Regions from separate parts of the Gossypium arboreum genome. Here region 2 is linked to region 1. The links are chromatin contacts, called in public Hi-C maps. All regions are on one chromosome and are shown on one strand. The core of a region is the stretch at or near the end of the contact, and the rest is flanking DNA. Distances in the headings are between cores, read along the strand shown. Region 1 holds the start of LOC108483105 (photosystem I chlorophyll a/b-binding protein 5, chloroplastic). Region 2 holds the start of LOC108479787 (transcription initiation factor TFIID subunit 4b-like).

The links. A called contact is a pair of places that touch in the nucleus more often than the background predicts.
Region 2: a Hi-C map of leaf shows a contact between it and region 1, with 5 times the contacts expected there. The contact joins the promoter of LOC108479787 here to the promoter of LOC108483105 in region 1. A contact is called at or near these places in 5 of 5 Hi-C or Micro-C datasets (all in leaf).

The regions. Positions count from the first base shown.
Region 1 is chr1:77,575,581-77,583,074 of ASM2569848v2, forward strand. It overlaps LOC108483105 (photosystem I chlorophyll a/b-binding protein 5, chloroplastic), which reads right to left and starts at 2,794. Exons shown (of 7, transcript XM_053029183.1): 1 at 2,454-2,794; 2 at 2,227-2,359; 3 at 2,046-2,158; 4 at 1,843-1,947; 5 at 1,650-1,738; 6 at 1,407-1,568. The coding sequence starts at 2,668. The coding sequence ends at 1,426. LOC108483102 (pentatricopeptide repeat-containing protein At2g04860) reads right to left here. Exons shown (of 3, transcript XM_017786314.2): 1 at 4,314-7,494; 2 at 3,518-3,672; 3 at 2,965-3,442. The coding sequence ends at 5,774. It overlaps LOC108483101 (protein WEAK CHLOROPLAST MOVEMENT UNDER BLUE LIGHT 1-like), which reads left to right. Exons shown (of 4, transcript XM_017786311.2): 4 at 1-991. The coding sequence ends at 716. It also overlaps the pseudogene LOC128280482.
Region 2 is chr1:77,904,009-77,911,502 of ASM2569848v2, forward strand. LOC108479787 (transcription initiation factor TFIID subunit 4b-like) reads left to right here and starts at 3,396. Exons shown (of 13, transcript XM_053029184.1): 1 at 3,396-3,688; 2 at 3,817-3,922; 3 at 4,202-4,725; 4 at 4,845-4,940; 5 at 5,043-5,984; 6 at 6,443-6,567; 7 at 6,675-6,762; 8 at 6,874-7,009; 9 at 7,139-7,194; 10 at 7,268-7,324; 11 at 7,416-7,494. The coding sequence starts at 3,650. LOC108478681 (zinc finger protein ZAT10-like) reads left to right here and starts at 533. Exons shown (of 1, transcript XM_017781155.2): 1 at 533-1,813. The coding sequence starts at 626. The coding sequence ends at 1,306.

The DNA of each region.
Region 1 (7,494 bases), core at 1,544-4,043:
AGCTAAGCAAATTAAATGAAGAGGCTGAGCAAGCAAAGGCTGGAGCAGGTACCTTGGAGAGTAGATTACTTGCAGTTGAAAAGGAGATAGAGGCAGTTAAGGCTTCAAAGGAGTCAGCTTTAGTTGCTATCGAAACATTGCAAGACATCAATAATGTGGATTCATCAGATAGTGTAGTTCTTTCCTTAGAAGAGTACTATGACCTTAGAAAACGTGCATATGAGGTAGAGGAACAGGCCAGCATGATCGCGGCAGCTACCGTTTCTCAAATCGAGGAAGCTAAGCAATCCCAGTCAAGAAGCTTGGTAAAGCTGGAAGAAGTAAATCGAGAGATGGCTGAAAGAAAGAAAGCACTAGAAATAGCTTTGGAGAAGGCTGAGAAGGCCAAGGAAGGGAAGTTAGGTGTAGAACAGGAATTGAGACAATGGAGGGCTAAACATGAGAAGCGCCGAAAGGCTTCTGGATCAAGTCATGGAGGAAACCCTCCAAGGTCAAGTTTTGAGGGAAAGAGACAAAGTAATAAGGTTGAACCTGTAACCATGTCTCCTTCCAGCACTCTGGATACCTCCAAGGCAATCTATGGGCATAACAAAGAATCTGAATCATCCCCAGAGACAGTGGTTGTAAAGAAAAAGAAAAAGTCACTCTTCCCCAAGATTTTCATGTTCTTCTCCAGAAAAAAGGCAAGCTTTTCAAAAACCAAGTCCAAAACCTAGTAAACTTCTTGGGTATTGTGATTTCACCTCTCTTCTTTTTCTTTTCTTGGTTGTTAAGGTGGCCATTAATGTTCATCAAAGGGTTTACTCTCAGTGTAAATTCTATTGATTCGTTGATGTATGATAAAGTTGAGGATATATTCTTGCTTACTGAGAAGGGTTGTATGGCTGGAGAATCTTAAGAATAAAGGTGGTTCTATTCTCTATTGGCTTTGATATAAACTGAAGTTCATTATGAATGAAAAACAACTTTGTCTTCTTTGCCTTATTCATAATCATGTTAATTTTAAGAAGTTAATAACCCATACATAGGGTAATTTGTGTATATGTATTGCTCGTTTATTTTTTCTGTTAACTATGTAAACATAAACCTGAAATAAATGATCCATCGTGTTAAAATTGTTATATTATATTCATTAATCTATTTTCGTGTTTATTACATATGTCATGTTTAAAAGTAATTGGTTTACAAGTTTTAACTCGATTGGTATCGATATTGTTGTTAGTATTCCATTTTTGTGAAAGCCCTGTTTGGATGCCATTGTTTACCAGCTTTAGGCCTTGAAATCATAAATCTTCTATTGCTTACAGCAGTTGAACAAAGAATAAATGGTAATAAAAATGGGGAAGTAGGAGTAATTTACATTTGCATCAAAGTATAAGCCAATGGCAAAAGTGAAGAAGACAGACCCGCATTTGGTTTTGAGGTTCAAGAAGTAGAGTTAGCAAGGGTTTGAATGATGGTCTTTTGCCATGGATTTGAAAGGTGCTCTACAAGGTTATCAATTGGACCTGCATGTGTCACATAAGCTTGCACAAAGATGCCTAGCATGGCTATCATCGCCAGTCTTCCTGCATGGACACCTGGTTTCAGAACAAAATGAAAACACACACACACACACAATAATGATGGAGGAAATAGGCAAAGCAGACCATTTTTTATCTCTTTCAGCTTCCATTCATGAGCATTTTTAATATCTTTGGCCAGACCAAGTGGATTTAGCAGTGGACCTCCAGGGTAGCTGTTCACCATGAAAACAAAAAAGTCTCTTTAAGTTTGATTTCCATTTTTAGAGATTCAAGCAGCTAATGGGATATGATTGTCTAAGGATCCTCAAAAACATACCCAGGTTCTAAACCCTCCAGTGCAGCTTCCAATCCAAAGAAAGATCCTTCTTTGGCTTGAGAACCTGGATTAATGAAATCCATGTATCTTTTAGTTTCAGCAAACCTGTCCTCATCAACATCAAACCAAGCAATTAGTCTATATACAAAATGCATATTTTTTTACTAACTAGATAAGAAAATTGTGGCGTATATAGTATCTACCCCATTAAAAGAAACTGAACAACAATCAAAGTTCTTGTGCTGGCAAATTCAAATTTCACTGCACCAGCTTCATACCAAACTGGTAAATTGCTGATCCCTGTAACGCGTAGTAACTGCAAAATATAAAGTGAATAAGTTCCACCAAGCCCCAATAACAGTAATCCATGGAAGAATCACTTACATCAGTGAATAGAATTCCAGCAACTCCAGCCATGGCAAAGCGAGCATGGACCAACTCTGCCTGAACAAACCATTTCAAGCTCTTGGGATCTTCTCCTAGGCCAAGAGGGTCAAACCCATAATCACCAGCCAAACTGGATTTACGAAACAACAAAAAGAAGGTCAAAAACTGAAACCAGTGTAAATTCTATTATTGTGTAGGGAACTTCATATGGAACAGTTGCTCACGTTCCATCCAAATATGGCGGAGGGTCAAGTCCAGGGAGCCATGTTGGTCGCTGCTGAGCTTGAACTGCAACTTGTGGATAACGCTGAGGGGCAAAAGTAGACCAAAATGTGGTTGCTGAGCCCAACGAGGGTTTGTATATTTTGTTGTGAAATGTGGGTGAAGAAGAATAAGAACAAGGTTGAACAAGGAAGCCTCTTCCAACCGCAACCGCCATTGTTGTGTTGATTGTTTCCTTATTTTCCTCTTCTTTCTTCTTTTGTATTTCTTTTTATGTTTGCTTATCAGTAAATCTTATTGGAGGCATTTATGGCGTCCACGTCATCATTAAAAAATTATTACAGTTAAATATATAGAAAATGGCACCATATGTGGAAAACATGATAACACAGACCCACTCGCCCCTTCCTAGCCATTGGGTTTGGATATATGGATTATTGGACCTATTGAAAGATATCAACCAGCATAGCCATTCACTTTTGAACCCATAACTGCTACCTTTACAACTAAATAAAACTATAGTAACAACAATTAACTAGCAAAAGGGAGATCATTACAGTAGTAGTGTTGCCAGATACACATGCAAGCCAGCTTAATCTAACAAGGAAAATAACAATTGAGAAAAGAAAAATACAGTTGAGAAGCTCTACAAATGCAGCAGCGACTTCTTTGGTAAAATTCGGAAAGTTACAAATTAGGGAAGAGTGGTAGTGGAACAAATAACTGCCTGCTTGAAATGCTGAACGAACGGACTTTTAGAGGGGTGGCAACAACTAGTGGGGTTTCATGAGAGTCAGTGACTGCAAACTTATCATGCACGAAACGATTGTCAACAATGGAGTCATCCGTAAGGACTCTAACAGCTCTTCAAACCCTCGTGAATATGGTAGCATGTGTGAGATCCGTTTTTCACCTGTTGGAAGTCCCATATTACACTAAACTTGCCTACCGTTCCGACTAGATGGTGCTCTTGCTTCCTGTTCTTGGTGACCTGTGTCATGCAGCAACACAAATGATTAGAAGTTTTCATTTGTGAAACTAAGAAAATGTTGGAAAGAACAACAACCTGAGACCTAAAAGGGGAGAGGAACTGTTGCAAGCACTATGTACGCTATCTATTAAGTGACAATGGAGTCTTTCCGTACTCTATAGTCCTTTCCACCCTCCTCAATCCTCATGCCATTCATCATCCTTTAGTAGTGGCACTCGATGAAACTTGAACTGAAAAAACTTGATTAAAGAACTTTTAAGGATAGAGATGGCATAAAAGGCATGTTGATTGTATGTTGCAGAGGTAATTAGATTTCCAGGGAATAAAGTGGCCTAGCCGCTTTAATATTGATATTTAACCAAGTTGGACAAAGGAATGCAACAAAATGAGAAGTGTGTAGACCTCAAAACCAAGTTCACAAATCAAGCGTGAGGAGAATCTTCAAAATCATGTTAATGATTCAGCATATTAGACAACTGAGGCAACAAATCCAAATATCATGTTTCCACCAGGGGACAATGAAATTGATGCAACATGTGCAATTGGAACACGCAAACTGGATCAGTTTTTAGATCCTTAACCTCGGAGTTCACATAAAATAACATACTGGATCAATGCTGCAAGTAACATATCAAAAAATAATGCAATCCGAAGGAACCAAAATTCAAAAGGATATCAAACAACTCCAGCTAGCTATTCAAAATTTAAAAAAACAAAAAAGACACTGGTAATATTCTGCCAAATAAGCACTTCCTTCAAGATTAGATGGCCAATTAGTAATACCTACATCATGTATATTAAATGCAGCTCAGCAGCTAAAAGCACAAGCAATAGGAAGTTAAAACCTGAATAAGAGTATATGCATGCTTACCCATGAAAGCTGAGCATTTTTGAACTTGTAATTGGCCCCTGCTAAATGTGAATCCAGGGGAGTTAGCTTCAACAAACGTGGAGCTCTATCCTGTTCCCCAAACACCCACTAAAACCTGTCTTTGTCTTTCCATCCTTGTTGCCAAAAAGGGTGCAAATAAGGATCAAATAGGTACCAGTTGATCCTAATACTTCCCATCAAACGTAACATAAACATGAGTCCTGGGAAACCCAAGGCCAGGAAAAGTTGTTCTTGCCTGTCTCATAGAATTGGTTGAATAAAACTGAATCTTCCCATTGAGAGATCCAACAACAGTAGAGCATTCCGAGGGCTTGCAAAGCATTGGAAGTTAGTCCCTCTTGGACGCTGATGATGCACTTATACCCAATAACTAGTAGCAAGATTCTGAACCATCCCATTTTGGTCTAGTGTATCCACCAGCAAATCCTATTGTCATAAAAATGCGGTTTCTGACGGGTTCCAATTGTGATCCCTTGCTATCATTTCTGATATACCTCATTGAAATATCAGCCCCATCTTTCCCGAACTTCCATTCAGTAACAATCTTTCTGGTCTCAATATCCAGCTGATAAAGCCCTGTTGTGCGAGGCTTCCGAATCCCCGAGCTTAGAACTCATTAGAAGCACATTCATCTCAGCTTTCATAAGAAGCACCTTTTTTTGACATCAAATGCACCAAATACAAAGAACTCTTTGGATTCCCATGATCGTAACTTACATAAACACCTTTGCCATGAATCCCATTTGCAAAATTCTTAACTTGGACACCAGAATCACCAACCAAGAAACTATGATCCAATACCCCCAAAGCCAAGCTTTGTATCCCTTCATATGCCACCTCCTCAGACTCCTCGAAGATCCTGATTTGCCGTCACTGGGTCGTAGATTGGGAAACTCTCAAGGAAGCATCCTCAGCATCTTCCCAGATAGAATCATCAGCTGCTTCAGGCATTTCCCAACCAGTAAAATTTGCCCCATAAACTTTAACCATGTTAGCATCATCAGACTCAAACCCATGTGTATTCTCAAACAAACAATCATTAAACTTTCTAACAAAGATTCTATAAACTTCATCACTAAAAAACTTCATTGCCCAAACTCCCTTTGCTACGAAATCGACCAAGGTTCATCTCTAAAAGTTTTCGACTGCATTTCCACTTTAATTTTGTTACCAACCTTCAAAACGCACCAAGATTCCTTGTTTTCCTCCTCGTTACTCTCTTCTTCTCCATCCAGACCAATGATTTTCAAGAAGGGTAAGATGTGAGCTTCTCGAAAGTGATCCATTTGGCTTTAGGGGTGTTACTGCCAATGTGAAGGTAGAGATTTAAGCTTTTTTGGGTTATTCAATGGGCAATTTAACAGATTACAGGTTATTTTATCATTCCTGGTCCAAGCTAGTTCTAAGGTTCTTCTTGCAAGACATTGGCGGCAACATTATTAAGTCAGCTCGATCAGGCTAGTTCCTGAACAGCCATCCCCTCCAGTGTCCTTCATAATTTGCCTCACTCTTGCTACATCATCCCACATCCCTTTTGAAGCATAAAGATTTGACATCAAGACATAAAGGCCACCATTTCTGTGGTCCAAAAAATACAATTTCTTGGCTAAATATTCCCCAAGTTTGACCTCTTGGTGGATGCAACAACCATTGAGCAAAGCTCCCCACACTGCAGAATCTGGCCTGGATTCCATATTCCTGATGAATAACAATGCTTCCCCAAAGTAGCCACAACGGCTAAGCAGTGCAACCATGCTTGCACAGTGTTGAAGGCTTGGTGATATGCCAAATTCTTCTACCATCATCTGGAAGTATCTTCTTCCTTTATCAACGTTACCACCGTGGATGCAAGCAGCTAAAACACCCAAGAATGTGATTTTATCAGGCTTTAACCCTCTTTTTTGCAATTCAGTGTAGTGATTAAATGCTTTATTTTCGAATCCGCCTATACCATAACCTGTAATCATTGTATTCCATGTTGCCAAACATGGTTCTTTGATGCTCTTGAAGATTTGTTCAGCTAGCTCAATGGTTCCACACTTGACATACATGTGTATAAGAGCAGTACCAATAAAATCTTCCATTTCTAGATTATTCCTAAGGATAAAACCATGAAGCTTTTTACCAAACTGTAAATAACCCAATTGTGAACACCCAGATAGCATAGTAGCAATGGTGATGCCATCTGGTACATGTCCATACATCCTCATTTGACAAAATAACTCCTTGGCATCGCCAGTTCTTCCAGCCTGCACACAACTAGATATTATCGAGTTCCAACTGATTAATGGTTTTTCCTGCATCTCAGAGAACAAAGAGAATACAGCTTCTATATCATTGAACCTTGAATACATGCTTATTAGCCCATTTGCAACCAAACAATGTATGAAAAGACCAGTCTTTATTCCATAACCATGAAAAGCAAGTCCAATAGCAATGTTAGCAGGATTTTTAACCCCATGGAGAATGCTAACCATTGCAACTTCATCCAATTCCATATCGAGCATCTGACTCCGAGTAAAGCATGGTATTACCTTATCCATGTTCCCTTTCTCAGCATAGCTTGAGACAAGAGCAGTCAAGGAAACCAAATTTTCTTGAGACAATGACTTATGAAGCAATTCAGCAGATTCACTATCTCCACATTTCGCATATACACAAACTAAAGAAGCAATCACAGAAGCATTGTTTACAAAACCGACTTTAATAGCCAAACAATGAAGTGTTTCAGGGTCTGCATTAGCAGATAGAAGGCTCATAAGTGTTACAGAATTAGCTTCCAAAGCTTGCGCTCTCATTTTATTGAATGAAACCATCGCTTCATCAAACAAACCGTTTTGTCCATAAGCACCAATCATGGTATTCCAGGAAACTACACTTTTTTCTACCATTTCTTCAAACAAAATTTCTGCCCCTTCCAATTCCCCACATCTTGCATACATCGAAGTAAGCGCATTTTTCACCTTAGAGTCCTTATCTAACCCAGCTTTAACTCCAAATCCATGAATAGATTTCCCTTGAAACGCTAACTCAAGCGTCCCGCAAGAAGGAACCAAACCAACCAACGTCGTAGCTTCAGGCCTGAACCCCTCTCTGACCATTTCAATGAAAAGATTAAAAGCAAAAATATCATAACAATTTTTTGAATACCCGGAAATCA
Region 2 (7,494 bases), core at 2,146-4,645, 330 kb after region 1:
ATAAATTATTTAAATATTATTTAAATACATATTTATTAGCTTATAACACTATATCTAAAATAGATATTTTATTTCTCAAAAATATTTTCAGACAACAAAATTAAACACTTAAATATTAACTAAACTTTTAAAATATATTCTCAAAATTATTTTGTCACAACCATTTTTAAAAACAGGTTTCAAAAGCAATAAACTAACCCTAGAGACAAAAAAAAAAAAAGGCGGCGTTTGGTTTTCAACTCTTAAAGGGATGATATTTGACTTGGTAGCCGTCTTGCTTCTTGTATCACTCGCTTAAATGGAAGAAGGGCCCACCCTATACTACTTCAAACTCGGAAGGCTTTTATTTGACCGACGCCACCAAGTAGACCAAACTCACTCGCTTTTCTATTTGCTTTTTCCACCCTCGTGCGGAATATAGCTAACCCAACTACTTGTGTAATTTTATTTTAATAAATCAACTAAAAGCTTTACTTTCACATTTCTCATCAATTCACACTAGCCACGCAACTTCCCTTCCCTTCCCTTCCCTTATAAAATCCCCTTCACTCTCACTCACTCTTCCAACTCTCAATTTCTTCTTTGCTTTTTGAAAACCTTGGCTCATTTTCAGTGCTTCAATCAGATGGCTTTAGAAGCTCTTAACTCCCCAACAAACGCTGCTGCTCCTTTTCACTTCCAAGATACCAATTTACACTGCCTCGATTCCTTCACCAAGCGTAAGCGTTCCAAGCGACCACGCTTGGACGATGACCATGTTCCCACCGAGGAAGAATACCTCGCTCTCTGCCTTATTATGTTAGCACGCGGCGGTGCTCCTCGAACGACCTCCACTACTTTGACTCACCAAAAACTTGGCACCTACAAGTGCAGCGTTTGCAACAAGGCCTTTAATTCTTACCAGGCTTTGGATGGCCACAAAGCCAGCCACCGTAAACTTTCAGGAGGCAACGATGACCACTCAACGCCAACGACCTTATCAGCCGTTGGATCAAACCCAAGCGGTAGGTCCCACGAGTGTTCAATCTGTCACAAAAGCTTCCCTTCTGGCCAGGCCTTGGGAGGCCATAAGCGATGCCACTATGAAGGTGGGGCAGCGAATACCGGTAGCATTACATCTGAAGGAGTGAGTTCAACCTCAACCAATACCACCCACCGGGACTTTGATCTGAATATACCGGGTCTTCCTGCATTCTCACCGGCTAATTTATTTGTTTCCGGCGGTGATGATGAAGTTGAAAGCCCACACCCTAGTAAGAAACCATGTCTCTTGATGCAGAGGCCACCCAAAATTGAAGTCAACTAAATTTTAGGCCAGATTCCATTTTTTTTTTGTTTTATTTTTGTACATAGCACATGGACCATTCATTGGTCTCAATGGCAGCAAGTTTTTTTTTTTTTTTAAATTAATTACTCAATTCAATTACTTTAATTCCTCTTACGATTTATTCTCATACGGTTTGCAAAACGTGGGCAGCAAAAGAAAAAAGTAGCTAAAGGCTAATAACAGCCCATAGAGATGAGGTGTATGTTGCATGTGTTATTGTTTGGTTGTCGTAATTAATAATATTTAGTTTACAAAGTCATTTTGGGTCGAATGGTTGTGGTTAGGAAGATAGGCATGAAGTGGGGGTGTACGTGATGGGGCGGCTAATAAGTTGATTTGTGATTCATTTCTTTCCGCATATACATGCTGTTTTCGTGTGGGAAAGTGATTGAGTTAGTGGTGGCTTTTGATCTGATACTTTCTTCTTCATCATCATCACTTCCGTATTGATTCAATCAATGCTAATACAATGCATATTTGGATTCACCGAGTCCCCAGTTTTTTATTGGTCAAATTCTCGCCGTCTACTTTGCATAACTTGTAGATATACTGCTTGTATATTAATTTGATTAAATATATTTTATATGTTTTTTTGAATTTTGAAATTTTAGTCTAAACTAAATTGTAAGAGTTAAATATATTTGGTTAAATTATACTATTAGTCTTGTATTATTTCTAAAGTGATAAATTTAATCCATGTTCTTCAACAAGATTATTCTTAGTCGCTATATTTTTTAATTTCAAAATATCAATCTTAATGCAAGCGATAGCCATTAAATTTATTAATTGATTTTTTTAGAAAATATGTGAAAATAACAAACTGAATGTAATATATTTGATGCATAAAATTTTGAAAATAATAAAACTTCACTTAATAAATTTATTAGCTATCATTTCATCATGATTAAAATTTTCAAAATTTAAAAATACAAAAACTAAAAAAAATTAAAATACAAATACTAAAATTGCATAGAGTACAAGATCTAATAACTTAATTTCATTTTTTATTCAATTAATTTGTTAGATTCGTACTTTTCTTAAAAATTTTATTACCAACTTTAAAACTCATGAATTAAAAAAAAAAAACTCTTAAGAAGCTTGTTTTGTTATGCTCCACTTGTTACTAATTACTAAATAGTTAGGTATTGCTTTTATGTATGTAATTGAAAATTCAAAGTGGATTAAAAATCTTTTAACGAACATTTTGACAAAGCTTCATCTCCAACTTCTAAACATTTTAGTGACATGACTTGGAGAAAACGTCGGCGTTCTTGTTTGGTGGCGGAAACCTATTAAAAGTAAACATAAAAGGAAATATATAAAAAAGTAACGTGTACTGTTGAGTTTGACTCGATTTGATGCACTATTCAGTTTGAAATTTTTATAAACTAATTTCATCTCAGAATTAACATAACTGCACTTGGGTAAAAAAAAAAAGTCCACTTTATTAACATGTATAAGAAATTTAATCCAAATGAAATAACTCTTTTTCTTTTCCTTTCTGCTTTATTTTTATAGGATTACATTAGAAGATAACAAGTAGAGGCTTGATTTTATTGTATATGGGAATTGCTTGTCGTTGGTGTTGTGAGTGGAATTAGCGGGACTGGGGGCATTGTGTTTGCTGACATACGAGCCCAACTGCCTGTGTTTTAATATGGGAATTCAACTTTAGATGCAACGGTAATATTTTTTTTTAAAAAAGAGATCTAATAATTTAAGATGATATTGTTGGGAAGAGTAATTATAAATTTTGAATTAAATAATTTAAGTCACTCTAAACCAAATAAACTCATCAATGATATGATGCGTTTGGATTAATGAAGTCTCATCCAATTTCTTTTAACACCGTTAATTTTTTAGAAAAAAAAAAACTGTAATCGTATAATTTAAGGGGAATAATGAATAAAGCATTTGTAAATCAAAGATATAAGAACATGGAGAGCAGGCTGGAGGCCCAGTTAGCATTTCCTTAAGCTTCAACTGAGGAAACTGCTTACATCCGGTATTTGAATCAAAGGTAGAATTGGTCCTTTCCCATATTTATTAATGGGCTTTGGTCAACAGTTGATCCGGAAGTTTGCTTCTTCCTTTCTCTCTATGAAGCACATTTCCTGTTTTCTCGATCCACTGCAAAACAACTACTCCCTCTCTCTTTTTTGAATTTTTCCATTTTAAAGTTCCATCCTTTTATTCTCATTTTTCTTTTTTCTTTTCTTTTTTTATGTAATAATATTTTCAATTAGTGTACATATATTGTTTGGCCCTGTAAGCTCAAGGATTCCTACTCACCTGCCGTTTACAGGAAAAAATTCATTAGTAATGGACCCTTCCATAGTTAAGTTCTTTGAAGAAGATGAGGTTTCTCTCTATCTTTTTTCCCTTTGTTTTGGATATTTCTTGCTTGCATTATTTATGGAATTCGTAATAAGTTTAAGACTATTCGTTATATTTTCTGTATTTAAAATTAAAAAAAAAACTGATAATAGGACGAGTCCATGCATTCGGGGGCTGACGTTGAGGCGTTCCAGGCTGCCTTGAATCGAGATATTGAAGGCGATGCATCCACTTCTCAGCCACCTGATTCAGATACCGGTATCACAATTTAAATTGCTTGGTTTTCTTTTCTTTTCTTTTCTTTTTTGCTGAAACTTGGTCTCCAAATTTGGAGGGCAAAGAATCTGGATTTGGTTTAAAAAAATAGTGACATTAGAATTAAATTCAGTAATCACGTAGATTGTTAGAAAACCAATATTCTGCCGTCTAATTGAGGTTGTCGTTGTCTTTCCTTTTATGTTAGCTCCGATTGTAATGAAAATTTTTCAACTGGGAAATTCACGGATGATTTTTAAAGTAGAACAGTTTTGTCTCAAGGAAGCAATCGAGTTTCTAGTCAGTCACTTGCACAATGGCCAACCGTGGGGCAAGACGGAAACGCTAACTTTCAACACCAACAACCTGTTCAAAGTGCACAGCAGCGATCATCCGAAATGGAGCAAAAGCAACAGGGACTTCTTGTTATGGGGAGTCTACAACAGCCAAATGATGTTCCGCAAGGAGTTAATTGTCTACCACCACAACAAAAGCAACCCCAGGACGATCATCAACAAGGAGTAGCTGAACAGGTTTCTGCTCAGGTTCCTCTAATGGCTGGGATTCAGACTACTGAACGAAGTCCAATCCCACGTGAACCGGAGAGAACCAATATTCAAGACAGTGAATCACAATATGCAAAATTACAGAAGATGAGTAATCAACAGGCTGGTGGCACAGAGCAGCCAAATAATCAAGTAAATCGAGGAAAACAAGTTCCATTTGCTGTGCTGTTGCCGTCCTTACTGCCCCAACTCGATAAAGACAGAGCGATGCAGCTTCACACCCTTTACGGTAAACTAAAGGTTGATCTTTAACCTCAATCCATTTGCTAGAATTATACTGTTTCTTGAGTAATCGATGTAATAGGCAGGATGGATTGTGCCTCGTCTCTTCTGATTTTTCTGTTGTCTTCAACTGTTAGAAAAACGAAATTGCAAAAGATGGATTTGTCAGGCACATGAGAGATATTGTAGGAGACCAGATGTTGAGGTTGGCCGTTAATAAGTTACAAGTTCAGGTGAGCACAAATGTTTTATGTGATTAAAGTAAAAAAACTAATACTTTATTTGATTGTATGTTAATTTTGATAACAAGCTAAAATTCATACTCATACTTTCAGATGAGTTCCAACCAAGTCCCACTACAGTCCCAGGTTGCAGCAAGGCCTAATACTCCACGAATGCCATCAGTTGGTGGTGCCACACAGTTTGGTGGTCCACATACATTGGCTCAGCTGCACCAAAAGGGCCCTAATTCTCCTGCCAATTCATCTCATCCCTCTCCTCCAGCGGTCCTCATGCAGACTAATTCAAGTTATTTATCCATTGAAAACAAGGTTCAGAAGTCTCAAGAGATGGATCGTCAACCGGATTCTCACTTTGGAGTGCTAAAAAGTCAAAATCCTTCGTCCAGTTCAACCACTGTGAATCAAGAAAGAGATCGTGCTTCAATTCCCGTACAAGGAATTAACATGCAGCAGCAACATCTGAATTTCGCACAAACTTCTTTTGGTATGTACGGGAGTAGTAATTATCACACATACTCTGGATCAAATGTTAGTAATTCAGGTTCTTGTCTAAAGCCGCAACCTCATGACTCACAAATTAGACAAATTCCACATCATCAAAGCATGGGATCGAACCCTGTAGGAGGACCAACCCAGACAATGAACATGATGGGTGGGCCTAAGCTTGAGAGGCAAAACTCAACCAATGACCCAAATAGATTGCAGGGTGGATCTATATCACACTTTTCAAGCAATTCTGTTTCCTGGCAAGCCTCATCAAGTAAGGAGCTGAATCCTGGCCCTTTGTCATCTATGACATATGTGAAACAGGAATCTGTTGATCAAGTTCCAGAGCAGCAGCATGGACTTTATTTGTCTGCAACCCATGGAGCATCTACTGCTATAGTTGAAGAGGGTAATGCAGTTAACGCTACTCCCAAGGATGAGTTTTTAGAGAAGCAATCTTCTAGAGTTGGCTTCTCAACACCTACTAGTATGGCACCTCCTAACTTGCTTTCTCCTTCCATCACAACACAAATGGATTCCAATCTCCCGGTAATCTCATCTTAGTCTATGTTTTCTTGTTGTGATATCTTGATGAATGATTGTGGATGCTTTTGCTGATGCCTATTAGAGCAACCACTTCGTTTAAAAGTCTGCATGAAAATTTATGCATTAAATATTTTCTATCTTGGAATGATACTTTCTTTAGTGATGCAGTTGTACGTGCTTGAGTTGCTAGGCATATCCTATATTTGAGTTGTGTGCCTGGTACTTGTTCCAACTCTACAGTATTCAAACTTCCCAAAATCTGTCCTGCATCACAGGCTGTTTGTGACATGCAGTTCTATATTATGCGATATTATTCTTGAATTTATTTCTCCAGTTCACATATTTGAAATTTTATTCATCAAAATGAAATTTGTATAATTTAATGTTTTCCTAGTGAAGTGCATGTTTATGTCTCCTTGCTTTCTTTTATCAAATTTCCACGTTCTTTCATTATTTATCAGCTGGGTTCTCAGAGTCCATCTGTGCCTGCCACGGCTGGGGTCAATGGAAAAGCACCTCAAAAAAAGCCCTGTGCTGGCCAGAAAAAGCCGCTTGAAGCTCTTGGTTCTTCACCACCATTGTCAAGGTTAGTATGTTGCTTTATAACCTGGAATGATTATCAAGGTCGATTAACAATCAGTTGATTCCTTTTATGCATAATTTTTTACTCGTATTCAATGGGATTTCCTACAGTAAGAAGCAAAAGGTATCTGGAGGCTTTTCAGATCAGAGCATTGAACAACTGAATGATGTAACTGCTGTCAGTGGAGTGAATCTCAGGGTACGATACTTTTTGGTATCTCTTCCTAAGTTTAATTATTAAGTAGTTATGTCAGGAAACATAAGCCCTGAAGTATAAGTCACATCCTTTTGACATTCTGCTATCAAATAGGAAGAGGAGGAGCAACTATTTTCCGGCCCCAAGGATGAGAGTCGAGTTTCAGAAGCATCGAGAAGGATTGTTCAAGAGGAAGAAGAAAGAGTTATTTTGCAGAAAATCCCTTTGCAGAAGAAACTGGCTGAAATTAGTTAATATTCTCCCTTGTCTTTTTCTTCTTTTTTTCAACTTCATAAATTTACACTCGATTTTTCATTATGAGCCATATCTTTCTCAGTATTTCACTATTTCATGTCTGTTTTTCCGTGTCTTCATGCAGTGGCTAAAAGTGGTTTGAAGAATATAAGCAATGATGTTGAACGATGCGTGTCCCTGGTGAGAAGCTAGCTTCTTACCCCTTTTTCTTTATAATGCATTTATATGAGTCCTCTTGTATCTGAATCTCTAGTGTGTGGAGGAAAGAATGCATGGGCTCCTATGCAATTTAATCAGACTATCAAAACAGGTCAGCCTTCATTCCTCTCAATTAACTTGAATTTTCTTTTATATCTTTCTAATTTGGAATTAGTCTCTTGTGGCGGGTTGATGTTGAGAAGCCTAGGCACCGGACACACGTCACCTCAGATGTTCAACAGCATATTATGATGATGAATCGGAATGCTAGGGAAGAATGGG